2 separate regions of the Anser cygnoides genome follow, and region 1 is linked to region 2. Evidence: chromatin contacts called from public Hi-C data. All regions are on one chromosome and are shown on one strand. Each heading gives the region's core, a stretch centred on a gene start, on an enhancer-like site or on the middle of the called end of the contact. The rest is flanking DNA. Distances are from core to core; before and after follow the strand shown.

What was found. A called contact is a pair of places that touch in the nucleus more often than the background predicts.
Region 1: a contact with region 2 is called in a Hi-C map of liver, with 1.7 times the contacts expected there. The contact joins the promoter of DPM1 here to the promoter of ZFP64 in region 2. A contact is called at or near these places in 2 of 7 Hi-C or Micro-C datasets (granulosa cells and liver).

Annotation. Positions count from the first base shown.
Region 1 is chr16:8,318,926-8,326,165 of Taihu_goose_T2T_genome, forward strand. DPM1 (dolichyl-phosphate mannosyltransferase subunit 1, catalytic) reads left to right here and starts at 4,714. Exons shown (of 9, transcript XM_013188666.3): 1 at 4,714-5,410; 2 at 5,669-5,768. The coding sequence starts at 4,860. All of the region lies in intron 2 of LOC125183797 (a long non-coding RNA gene), which reads right to left.
Region 2 is chr16:7,830,099-7,836,944 of Taihu_goose_T2T_genome, forward strand. ZFP64 (ZFP64 zinc finger protein) reads left to right here and starts at 2,051. Exons shown (of 6, transcript XM_048072544.2): 1 at 2,051-2,219; 2 at 2,597-2,836; 3 at 4,165-4,326; 4 at 5,528-5,590; 5 at 6,212-6,463. The coding sequence starts at 2,165.

The DNA of each region.
Region 1 (7,240 bases), core at 3,464-5,963, 490 kb after region 2:
CCACCTTTTATTAGTATTAGGTGATCACATGGGAATAAAAGGCAAAAGCTTCCAGTGTCATACAGAAAGGAATGCAGGGGCTGAACATACTCTTATTCCAGAAGAAAAAGCAAATCCTTGTTACATTCTGATCCACAGCTCTTCCAAGATTTTCCACTGACATGAGCAGACACTAATGGAGGAGCTTCAGGTGGAAATCTTGCAAAAACAATAATACAGCACCCAGGAACTTCAGCAGTCTTGCAACGCAGACTTTGTAAGAATGTCATTAGGACTAAACTTTCTATACGTGAAACCGGTCAGCATGAACATTAACGGTGAACCAGGAGTAAATGTAGCTTATGATTAGCTATTACAAAGATGTAAATCATGGACAGCTATTAGTTATCTTTCTGTATTTTAAAATAATTTTATAAGGTTTGATTAAAAGTAACATCTGACATCAAAAATGTGAATATCTTTTTAAATTGTAAGCTTTGTTTTTAAAAATCTGACGTCTAACTCCTTATAAACTTTTGTCTGCATGAACAAAAATCTTTTCAAGAGTTGCTAAAAAGTCACAGATAATAATGCCTAGTAAAAGGAAAAGCCTAATGATCCTTTGGAGAAATTAGTTGTTGCTGTTGGGGGGGGGGGTGTCTTAACAGTGGATTCTTTTTCCCTTAGAGTGGTCTTGCTGCATTTCAAATATACTGGAACACGTACACTTTTTTTCCCCAGTCACTTTAAAGATCATCTTCTGACGTCTTACAAGACACTACTCTTTTACAGACCACCAGCCGAGAACACTGCCCTGGACTACACACACATTGGCTGAACCCAGCTGGCAATTTTATCAAAACATTACAGTACCCACTGTTCTCCTTTTTTTTTCTTTTTAATTCTGCTTCGTGCTATTAAGTCAGATGCATGCATAAACTAAGCAACACGAATAAAGTTCACGCTGACACTGTAATGACTCGACTCCTTCTAAAATACACAGTGATAAGCAAGCCTTTAATCTCTGGTGATAGAATGACTCAGTTTCATGAACAACTCACCTAATTAACCAGGACATGACTTAAGTAATGTCATCTGTAATACTGTGATGGTCTACTGTAGGAAATACCAAATGCACCATTTTTTCATTTCTGTTTTCAAACCAGCATCTTGATTTCAATGAAAATTACAATTATTCAAACTGATGCAAGTGCCACCACCTCACAAGACATCATCTGATTTATATCAAGGGACCAAGAGGTCTGGCAGATTCCACACTGCTAGCATAACGCAGATGTTTAATCACAGATTTAAAGGAATGCAAGCTTAAAAGATATCCCACACATGAAGCTGAAGATTATAAAGAGAAAAACTTTCAAAGTGTTAACATAAATCCTGAGTTAAAAGATGTTTATCGTTATAGAAGCTTTAAACAAATGAATGTGTTTGTTCTGATCCCCTTGTTCCATCACTTTTCTTACAGCGTTTTTTAGAGAGCTAGAAGAGGCACAGCCAGCTGTTGATTTGTGATCTGAAGTTTCTGCAGAGGATGTAGGTTTGCTGTCAGTAAGTTCACGTACATTTGTACTGAACACACCTGTAGGCTTTTTTCTTTTTATTTTAGCTTTTAAACACTGAAGACAGACATAAAAAAAATATATATTCCCACAGCACTATGTGGGACACTAAGGCTCACAATCCAGTTTTATTACCACAGGAGCGTTTCTGAGCTCCAGGCACAGACACATCAGATGGTCTTGTTCTGATGCATCAGGTCTGCAAGTTCAGTTCTTGTTTTCCAAAGAAATTCATTGGTCTTTTTTCAAAAGAAATGTATAACTTTGTATTGCTACAAATGCGCCTCGGCTCTTACTAAGGTTGAATTGCATCTTTACAGACTAGGGAATGATTCGTTTTACTAACTTGCAGTGCCACCTAGCAAACACCCTTAAAATTTTTTTTATATAGTTTTTACAAACGACAGCTTAGGACTTTCATATTAAAAAAGAAAAAAGATAAACTTGTGCTTGCAGTATTTCAAGCACCAAGTGCATAGTTTTGTTCTGAACAGTTAAATTTTAACTCAAAATTATGCTTGCAAATAGCATAAGAATATGCTAGGTGTTCACACACCTAAAATTCCAGTACATGAACTCTGAGAACTTCTTTCGGACATAGTCCCTTAAAGATTTGTCTAACAATATTATTAGTTTTATTTTTACTTATACATTTCAGTTTTAGATCAGTACTGAATTTGTTGGAGTTTTGAGACGAGAGGCTCCTGCCACCAAAATAAGGCTTTTAGCTTATCAGGACACATCAATGCTTTATATGAAATACTTTTTAGACTTCCCTGAAAGCTAGACCAGCTTGATTTACTCTGCTTTGAAATAACAACCATGTCCCAGGACAAAACAAGTTTAGATACTTAAGTCTGTACCTGAACCATAAAGCTCTCCCACAGACCTACATGGGGATTCAAAGGCAGCAATTCCGAACAAACGCTGCAACCACTTGTCATTATCCTAAATATCCAACAGGAAGTTGTTTCCTGTTCAATTCCTGTGCCAAATTGTAGTAAGCCACTTTAAAATAAAAGAAGGTATGACCAAATTATCAGTAGTATTTTTTTTCGCTCTCATATAATGCAAAGGTTAGTCATGACAAGTGCTGTTTTCCTCCTTAGAAATTTAAGGAAACCCACATATTTATTAATAAGATAATTACTATGGCATAACTTCACTTTTGCTGTACAAGCTGAAGCAAACACTTGTTGCCAGCCCACAGATGAGGATGGCTGGCGTTTGAGGTTCTTGACAGGTATGTAAGTACCTCAAATACACCTGAAACTCCCTAGTCACAGACTAACCTTCATGGTATTTAATATTCCAATTACACAAAAACTGATTTTACTCAAATACATCACGTACTCAATTTCTTAAGACTGTGGGCACTATTATCAAAATTACCAAAATCCAGAGAAAACTAGGCCTGTAAAGATCATGGTATGAAAGGAATGAAGTGGTCAATTATACAGGAACTACACGTAAACTACACTTGGTGGTCACATTCAAGCACATCTTGAAAAACCCTTCAGCTTTGGCTTTCCTACCTAAGCTAGTGAGGAGTCACCAAAGCTTAAGAGCACCCTGTAGAAATACCACAGAATCTTAGGTCTGCCTTTGGCTCTAAAGAAAATCTGACAACAGATTTTAGTCTGGTTTTCTCTGTCACTTTGGTAGTAGTTCTACCCTGACTGTTACTCGCAGTGAGCACTTCTCTTTCCTAAATACACAGTGCTGCTGAAAGAAGCTGGAAGATGTTGACTGAAAGTCTTGTCAGCGTGGACTTGTCCTTGGCAATTCCCTATGATGAGTTTAATAGTGCTACTGACCAGCTAGAGATTAACAGTTATTGTTGTGTTGTTTTTTTTGTTATTTTTTTAAACCCACCACATGTATTATTTCAATTTATGTTGGCCAGTTAGGAGAATGAGTAAAAACTTTCAACACTAGACTCTTGTGCTAGGTCATTCTCAAGGCTGTAATAATTAGAAGTAATTCTCAATTATCACTTGCACAATTAAGCAGTCATTCCAAAATTTCTTGGTTGTTTAATAGTGAAAATTATTTATTTCCACGTATTTCATGTTTTCATATAAAAACAGACACCAACAAATATATATTTTAAAAAATCATAGACATGGAAGATAGAAATACCATGTTATATCTCTACATGATATAGACACTGCACAGAGACATTTAAACCCCATGCATTTACTGTGAATATCCTTTTTTTTTTTTTGCCATTTAGATTTCTAGTACTGAGGAAATGTTGGGTCAATTTTACTGGCCCAAGCCATGAGGCCCCCTTTAATATCCTTAGCTAATACAGGACCATATTCTTTGACAGGTAACTCCTGAATAATTCTTACAGCCTTCTGGGAGTCATTTCCTAATTTGCAAACAACATATACAGGAAAAGATGTCTGGCCATTAGTTCTCTGCTTTTCTTCACAAATTCGTTTCTCTAAGTATTCCAAATATTCTTCACTTTTTTCCTCTAATTTACTCAAAGGAATGTGGACAGCATGTGCCAGGCGACAGATATCCACTTCAACCTGGGGACGAACATCTAACAATACATGAGGAATTTGCTCATCCAACAGTTTTTTGTACTCCTCTACAGATATCCTGTCTTTACTGGACAGCAGATGTAAAGTCCTACATTTGTCTGTTGCAGAAGAACCACAAAACGCCTCATAATCCTGAAGGCGAGTGACAGACGGGTTGTCCCCACAAACGGCACAGTCTGCTTTCTTTGGTCTTAACTTGATGTTGCGAAATTTCCCTTCCCGAGCATCAAACATCAGCATGAACTGATTGAAGGAGGAACCCATTCCAGAGGCTATCTTCAACACTTCCAAGGCCTGAATGCACCCCATGATGCCCGGCACGACACCCAGCACCCCTCCATCCGCACAGTTTGTCACCGTCTCTGGAGGGGGGGGCTTGGGGAAGAGACACCGGTAGCAGGGTCCCCCTTGGTAGTTGTACACCACTAGCTGCCCCTCCAGCCGGAGGGCACTGCCGGACACCAGGGGCTTCCCAGCCAGGACACAGGCGTCGTTCACCAGGTACCTGGTGGGGACGTTGTCGGAGCAGTCGGCCACCACGTCGTACTGCCGCACCAGCTCCAGGGCGGTGCTCGGGCTCAGGGCGCCGCAATAGGGCACATAATGTACCGTGGAATTGAGCAGCCGCAGGGCCGCCGCGGCAGACACGGCCTTGGGGAGCCCCCGGCGGGCCTCCCCGTGCAGCACCTGCCGGTGCAGGTTGCTGGTCTCCACCACGTCGTGATCCACCAGCCCCAAGCGGCCGATGCCGGCCGCAGCCAGGTACTGCGCGAGGGGGCAGCCCAGCCCTCCGCAGCCCACCACGAGCACGGAGCAGCGGGCGAGGCGCAGCTGCCCCCGCACGCCCAGCTCGGGCAGCACCAGCTGCCGGCTGTACCGCAGGATGGCGGCGGCGCTCAGCGAGGCCTGGCCGGGCAGGGGAGGGAGCTCGGCGGGGAAAGCGGCGGCGGTTACACCAGCGGACCCCTCCTCAGCATCCCCACCGCTCTCCCGTGCCAGGACGTCGGCCAGCCGCTCCCGCAGGCCCCGCAGCTCCCGCTCCCGCCGCTCGATCTCGGCGCCCAGCCGCACCGCCTCCTCTCCGCCCGCCATGCTGGTCAAAATGGCGGCCCGGGGCCGCTTCCGCTTCCGGCCGGTCGCTTCCGGCCGGCGCCGATTGGCCGGGCGGGCCGGCTGCGGGCAGCGCCGCGACATGGCGGCGGGGCCCAGGAAGGTGTCGGTGCTGCTGCCCACGTACGAGGAGCGCCACAACCTGCCGCTCGTCGTCTGGCTGCTCGTGCGCGCCTTCCAGGAGAGGTACGGGGGGTGCCGGGGGCGCCGAGGGCCGTAGGGGGTTTTTATTGCTGCCGAGTGCTGTGGCGCAAGGCACCGCGGCTTGAGGCGTAACGCTGACTCACCCCAGTGAGCGCAGGCTCCCGGTCCCAGTAAGAACCACCGCGGGAGCCTCCGTTGGGAAATCGCCCCCTGCTCCGCTCTGTGTCGTGCCTTACAGGGCGGGGTAGGCAGCGAAACCGGACTTTCCCCTTGTTCGCCTAAAAATAATTCTCGTTTCAGTGGATACAACTTTGAAATTATCATCATTGATGATGGAAGCCCGGACGGGACGCAGGAAGTTGCTAAACAACTGGAAAAGATATATGGGTCAGATAAAATAGTGAGTTGCATGCTTTGTTTGGTTTTTCTTTTTTTGTATAGGAAAGCACTTGACATTTTTCAAGAACTCGAATTAGAGTCCCTGGATCCTGCACTGACTTTCCTTACCTCCTTAAACAAGGTTATAAAGTTACTTGTTTTAAAAACAAGTTACTTAAGCTTTGCATTCCACTTTAGCAAAGGTAAAACTGCAACAGTCCTGCAGCTGCTTACTAGCATTATGAACTCATACGCACAATCATAAATTAATGCTTACAAAGGTTCTCAGTACTTTGTGCGTTGCCGTGTGCTACTGGATAATGAACGGTGTTTGGTTGGTACTTTGTGCACGCCTGAGGGAAAGGTGAGGTTTGGATACAGCTGTGTTTCACTTTCTGTGGCTGCAGGAATTGGAAAATTAAAAAATGGGAAGCTAGTTGGCCGTGGGATTTATTTTTAATGTCTGGTTGCATTTCTCAATAACAAGAGTAATGTTTGGTTGTTTCCTTTCTATTATATTAATATAGAGCCATCAATTATATATAACAAGATATTGTCATTTACTTATTCTTTGTGCATCATTAAAGCCAGTTTTTTGGGGGGATAAAAGCTTTATCACAGAAGAGTGTAAAAACTCAACTTTGAGTTTGACAGAGTTTTATGCTGTAAGCAGTGTCAGACTCTTTTCCAATCTATTACTGTGTGATTGTAAAGTTTTTAAAAGTATTTGTTGTTGGGTTTTTGTTTGTTTGTTTGTTTTTTCCCCAAGCAAATTCAGTGTTCTGATTTGTCCTCAGGGGGTTCCATCCAAATAATGTAATGGGGCTTCTTGTTTAGTGAGTTATGTTTACTGAATGTGGTATGTAGATAGCTCCAGAGGACAGTGCATTCTAGGGAGTAGACAAGGCATTGAAGTGATTTTTTTTTTTTTTCTAAACTTTTACTATTAAAGAACTATTATTCAACTTTGACTATTAAAGAAAAAGATGGGGGGGGAGCAAAATTCAAAATAATGAATTATTAGAAGGACTAATGATTACTAGTTCCTCAATTCCCTTGCCTCTGACTCACATTACTTATAACCTCTCAGATAAGGTAACAAAATTAGTCAAGATCTAAAAGTCAGTATCCATGGGTTATACCTTGTATGCACATGAAAATCTTGAAATTTTATATTCAGTACTAAAAGTATATTAAATCATGCTGGGGAACTTGCTAAAATATTCACTGTTAGTGTTTTCCATTCCCTAAATTAATGGTACTGGGGAGGCCTTTGTTTCAATTCATACGTATGCGTTTGATAGTGGAATTTGAGGAAATCCTTTAATTACAGAGATGGTACTTTTAATTATTATTTTTTTTTACTGCAGAAATACAAGTAAAGCTTATAAGGAGTTTGTTTTTAAATGTGACCTGATCAAATACCTGTTTAAAATAATGGTTTGTTTCTCTTACATTTTGTCAGATTAATTTATTTTTGTGTATTAACATTTC
Region 2 (6,846 bases), core at 801-3,300:
TCGCAGTACATGGTTTTGCATGATGACTAACACTGAGCACGAAGCACGACACTTCTACCCAGTCGAGGGAAGTGACTGCCTCACTCTACTCTGCGTTGGTGCAGCCTCACTTTGTGTATTGTGTGCAGCTTTGGGCAACACAGTTTAAGAAGGATGTGAAACTATAGGAGAGCTACAAAGATGGGGAAAGGTCTAGAGGAGAGGACGTATGAGGAGCAGCTGAGGTCCCTTGGTTTGTTCAGCCCAGAGCAGAGCAGGCTGAGCAGAGGCCTCATGGTGGCCTACAGCTCCCTCAGAAAAATCATAGAAAAACAGTTGGAAAGGGCCTACAAAACCATCTAGTCCAACCGTCCTCCTGTCACCAGTAAGCTACTAAATCACATCTCGTAGCACCTCATCCAGGCGCTTCTTGAACACCGCGAGGGACGGTGACTCCACCACCTCCCTGGGCAGGCTGTTCCAGTGCCTGACCACTCTTTGAGAGAACAAGTTTTTCCTGATATCTAATCTAAATCTCCCCAGGCACAACTTGTGGCCATTTCCTCGAGTCCTATTATTAGTTATCTGGGAGAAGAGGCCAACCCCCTCCTCATCACAACCTCCCTTCAGGAAGTTGCAGAGCGCAATGAGGTCTCCCCTGAGCCTCCTCTTCTCCAGACTAAACAACCCCAGCTCCCTCAGCCGCTCCTCATAAGACTTGTGCTCCAGGCCCCTCACCAGTTTTGTTGTCCTTTCTTGTAGTGAGGGGCCCAAAACTTAACACAGCACTCGAGGCGCGGCCTCACCAGAGCTGAGTACAGGGAGATGATCACCTCCCTGCTCCTGGTGTCTACACTATTTCTAATACAGGCCAGGATGCCATTGGCCTTCTTGGCCACCTGGGCACACTGCCGGCTCATGTTCAGCCAAGCATCAGTCAATACTCCCAGGTCCCTTTCCTCTTCACAGTCTTCTAGCCACTCTGCCCCAAGCCTATAGTGCTGCATGGGGTTATCGTGGCCAAAGTGCAGGACCCAGCACTTGGCCTTGTTAAACGTCATCCTATTCACCTCAGCCCAGCAGTCCAGCCTATCCAGATCCCTCTGAAGGGCCACCCTACCCTCAGGCAGATCAACACTACCTCCCAACTTGGTGTCATCTGCAAACTTACTGAGGGTACACTCAATCCCCTCATCTAGGTCATCAATAAAGATAGGAAACAAGATAGGCCCCAATAGCGACCCCTGGGGGACACCACTTTCCTCCTGAGGGAAAGGCATGGAGTTGTGACAGGGGAGGGCCAGGCCTGGTGTTAGGAAAACATTTTTCACTGAGAGGGTGGTCAGGCACTGTAACAGGCTCCACAGGGATGTAGTCATGGCACCAAGCCTGTCGGAGTTTAAAAAGCATTTGGACTATGCTCTGTCATGTGGTCTGAATTGTTGGGTAGACCCTTTATGGAGCCACGAGTTGGACTCGATGATCCTTGTGGGTCCCTTCCAACTATGATTCTATGATTGGGACAACACTGTCAGACACAGGGCCTGATTTTTGGGTGGTCCTGTGTGGAGCCAGAACTTGGGATCGTGATCCTTGTAAGTCCCTTCCAACTTGGGATATTCTATGTTTCTGTGACTAGGCACATGACTGAAGTGAGATAGCCAAAACTGAAAGACTACCTTGAACCGTAATTCTAGCACCTGCCCTGCCTCATTTCCAAATGTGCATTTCCAAATTGACACACGCCCTGCCGGACACAAAAATAGCCCGGCTCAGGACGATGGCCTCGCCAGGAGGTAGGGCTGGCTCACACGAGCCACCTCTGCCTCATGGACACGGCTGCGCAGCGCAGCCGCCTCAGCACTAAGGCTTCACTGCCGGCTTCGTCAGGGCACGGAGCCCGGGCTCATGAGGCCAGCGCAGGCCGTTACGGGGGGCAGGAACGATCGGGCTGAAGAAAAGCCCAAGGAGCCGAGCACGGCGCTGTTGTGAAGGGGTGACATGACGGAGCCCTGAGCGCGGCGGCAGGTGAGGGCAGCCGCAACCTCGCCGCCTCCACTGAGCATGCTCGGCCCCTCCACATCCGCCGCCGCTCGGCCGCCGAGAGGCGCGGGGGGGGAGGTTCCCCGCCGGTAATAAGGCCCTTGGCAGGTGGCAGGGGCGGCGTGCGGGGCTCGCTATCGCCATGAACCCCGGCGGCGGGGCGGGGGCGGCGCCGGCGTTCCCGGGCCCCGTGCAGTGTAAGTGGCGAGGCGCGCCGGGCGGGTTATGCGCGCTCCGGGGCCCGCGAGGCGGAAGCCGGCTCGAACCGGGGCCCGGGCAGGCCCCGAAACCTGAGTAGCGCAAGAAGCGAGGCGGGAGCGGAGGAGCCCGGGAACCTGGCTGGGGGGGAACCCGGGAATCTGGGTGAGCGCCCAGGGGTTGCGGGGCCCGGGCTGGGCCTGGGCAGGGCCCCCCCAGGGGGTCCGGGGCCTGCGGGGAACGTGGCCGCGGGCATGGGCATGGGCCGCAGCGGGCAGCTCCGCCCCTGGGGGCCCCGGGCGCCAGGTGCCGGGGGTGCTGGTCTCCTTAGAGTCATAGAATCACGGAATCACTGCCCCTTCTGCTGTCGTTCCAGTTCCAGGAGGCACCACGGTGCTGGTGGAGCTCACCCCGGACATCCACATCTGTGGCATCTGCAAGCAGCAGTTCAACAACCTCGATGCCTTCGTCGCGCACAAGCAGAGCGGTTGCCAGCTCACAAGTGCGGCAGCTGGGGCCACCAGCACGGTCCAGTTTGTGTCGGAGGAAACGGTGCCCTCGACACAGGCACAAACTGCGGCCAGAACCATCACCTCGGAGACCCAAACCATCACAGGTATCGCAGTGCTTCAGAGCACTCTGCTCGTGCAAAGCAGTGTTACATTGCTCCCTGCACATGTCCCCATCACACTAAGGTGAACAAACTGGTCACATTAGTTGACATATTTGTGCAAAGGAAGGAAGAAAACGAGTGGTGTGCAGCCTCGGTTTTGGTGTGGCAACAGATACGTAATTGAAATACGAGTTCACTTACAATAGCTCTAACATGTTGTATAACCAAGTTGTGCAAACTAATTAAAATTGTCAATACTTAGGAAAAGTAATCAAATTGCTATGCATTTTATTTTTTAAGAGTGTTTTTGATGAGAAACAGACTCAGAATTGCTGTCGGGCTCTAATCCAGGCACTTTTATGTGAGAACACTGCATTCCCTAATATTGCTCCCACAAGTAATTGGCAGAAAAAATATTACTCAAAATTTCTGTGTATGCAAAGGCTTAAGTAAGGTCCTGATCCCGCAAACGTGTAAATAAAACTACAATTTTGTTCAATGTATGAAGATTTGTCCTGCTATATATTGTGAAGTTTTGTTTTAGCTTGGTCTGGGATTTTACTAAAATTCAAATTACATGATTTTAAAGTTGTACAGATAGATTAGGACAGCAAATCTGAAAGAGCAGTGAAGCAAAATGAATTCAGGGCCCACTTCCAGGAATTTTTGTATTATAAGCCCTCAACTCAGTGTGGGTTTTGGATGAGTCACTCTTGTGCTTCGTATTTACTCATCTTTAAAATGAGGGCAATTATATCCTTCTGCCCTTTTGGGGTGTAACGTTTAATTGATTTAAAAGCTGCGACTTTGCCTGACAGTTTTACCCGTTATGAGTAATAGTTAAAAACAGTATAGTTGAAAGAAGCTGAACTTTTTGATTTTTTTTATTTGTTTATTTACGTGATGCCTTTTTGACAATACTAGCCATATAATTTTTTTTTCCCTCCTTTGGGCTGTAGCACAGCCAGTGTTGAAAACCAAAGAGAACTTTATTAATGGAAGACCTGGACAGGCTTCGGAAGAAGCAGAATGTTTTAACAATGCAGTCAGATAGGATTCAAACAGGGAGACAAGTGGGCCTACGTAGGGTCATATGAATCTCAGCATGGCTCATGTGGTCTTTACAGAGTTTTCATCTGATAGCAGGATAGCAAGGGAGAGAAATGCCTTTCTTCTTCCAACTCCCCCATATTAATAAGAAGCCAAGAAGAAAAGTCTTGCTGGAAAAGAAAACAGAGTAGAGGAGTAGTTTATGAGATGGAAAGTAATTAGAAAGGTTTTACTGACTGGACAAGCTAATGTTATCAAACTGAGCTATTTTATGTGTTTAGTTTCTGCACCAGAGTTTGTTTTTGAGCATGGCTATCAAACGTACCTGCCTAGCGAGAGCAGTGAGCCTCCAGCTGCTGCTATTGTCTCTACACCACCAAAAGCACGTTCAAGAAAATCGACTTCCTCGCTTACACAGAAGAAACTAAACTGTTGCTATCCAGGTAAGGTGGATTATGTTGTCTTCATTATAACATTGATAGAATTGGTATAGTTATATACAAAGTAGGTCTGTCTGTCTTAAGCACTTAAGATGCATGAAACTTGGAGGGCAGCCAACAAAGGGTGTGGTATACTACCATTGACATCAGTAGTAGTTTTGCTATTGATTTTGCACGTCCTTAGACTTTGGTCCTGTACGGTGACATACCCTGGTGATGCTCCAGTGGGCTTGCATATTGACACTGGCCTGTGCATACTGGCCCGTGCTGTTGAAGGGCAGAGTCTGGTTTCCTTTTTGCCAGCTGCCATTGTTGCATGCAAAAAATATTATACGTGCATTTTGCATTATATGCTTTGTCTTTGATCAGTTAGCTTGTATACAAAGAGGTCCCTGCCCATGGCAATGGGGTTGGAACTAGATGACCTTTAAGGTCCCTTCTACCCAAACCATTCTATGATACTATGATGGTAGTTTGAACCAAAGTATGTGGAGACCTTAATGAGTAAAAATCATTCAATATGCGATAAATACGTGGAGACAGCCATGTAGATGAGTAGTGATCATTAATGGGAACAGAAGTTGCAGGCTCTTTTTTGCTAGCCTGCCTTCACTTGAAAGGCACAGTTAAGATGTATGGCATTCATTTCTGGGCTTTAAACCTGTAACATTTTCTGCTTGGGCAGAATTCCTGAATGGTGGGCTGTTACCTAAGTTCCCAATAGCACTAACTTGAAATCATATGTGGAATTAATTAGATACCTCTGCATCCCTTGTGTATTTTAAAATGCATCTCAAATCCTAGGCAGAGAGTACAGAGAACTTGTTTCAAAGCTTACAGAAAATGGTAATGTAGAGGGGGAATTGCCTCCCCGGGGAAGCATTAGAAAACTAAAGTTCATAGGTAAGCCAGTTTTAAGCAGTTGTAAGGAAATGAGATGGGGAATTTTTGTTTTTTTGTAAATACTGAATTTTAAAGAAAATCTTACTGAGAAGAAACCTAATGCCCAGAATCATAGAATGGCTCGGGTTGGAAGAGACCTTAAAGATCATCTAGTTCCAACCCCCCCGCCAGAGGCAGGAACGCCACCCACTATATCAGGTTGCCCAGGGCCTCATCTAATATCGTAGTATATTGTTGTTGTTATTTTGTTAAACTGTCCATTAATTTAATGGTGTTCTTTTCTTAATCTTACTACTGTCAGGTTGCCAGTTCAAGACTTCCTATGGTATGAAGGATATGGAACGTCATCTGCGAACCCACACAGGTTTACACAGTCACTATATTTTATTTTTGGTTGGTTTCCTTTCTGGCTTCCTGCTAAAAAGAGTTTTCCTACAAAATAACATCTACAGATAAATCAGATAAGTTATACATGTATATGTATATACTGGAGGTTTAGTTCTTAGTGCCTAGGGAAATGCCTTTTTTGGTAAGCTACGGCCCAACTGGGCCCTAACACTCACAGCTATGAAACATGAGCACTTTACGTAGGTTAAGGCACTATCAAACTTCGTAGATGCAGACCATGTGTTTATCAGGGTGCAGTGTGGTGGTGTGTAAACTTAATTTGCCTTTGATATCAAACAGTGATTTCAACAGTTCACCTGCCATCCCCCAAAACACTAATTCAGAGTTCTGAGGGGAGACTGTGCCAAAAGGCCGCCTCAACTTTCTGCACTTGCATATGCAGCCTTCTGGAGCCTTAGCCGACTGGCTGTCAGCTGAAATCCTATATCCAGTTTTTGAAAACTGGCCACATTGCTATTAAAGTGTTTAGTGTTTTTTGTTTGCTTGTTTGTTATTTAGTAACAACTTTATGATGCAAAAATTCTTCATGTATTGATGCTGTCTTGTTTGTTTTTTGTTTGTTTGTTTGTTTTTTCAGGAGACAAGCCCCATAAATGTGATGTTTGTAACAAATGTTTTAGTCGCAAAGATAAGCTGAAGATGCACATGCGGTCCCATACTGGCGTGAAGCCTTACAAATGTAAACACTGTGACTATGCAGCTGCTGACAGCAGCAGTCTCAACAAGCACCAGCGCATTCACTCCAATGAGCGTCCTTTTAAATGCCAAATCTGTCCTTATGCAAGCCGCAACTCTAGCCAGCTAACTGTACACCTCAGATCCCACACAGGTGAGCTTATACCAAAATTCAGATCTGTAAAAGTTTGGAAGCCATTTGGAGGATTTTAAAAAGGTATACAGGGTGTTAAGATGCCAGGAGGTGCCTACTTGAATTCTCAGAAGCATTTAGGCATCTGGCTTCTCTCAGTCTCTTGGGCATATAATCTAGTAGGGCAAGACAGCTCTCCTGAAAATACCTAGAAGCAATTGGAAGACAGATCTGACTCTTGGTAGTTGTTCTTTTAAATTGACTTTGGAACTGCCTGTTAAGATGTTCTTAAACCAATAGAACTTAATAAATCAATAAATAATTAGGTCCTTGAGAGCGTCTAGGGTCCTATTTGTGTTTCTCAAGTCTGGTCCACCATATAAGAAACACTGAAATTATTTTTG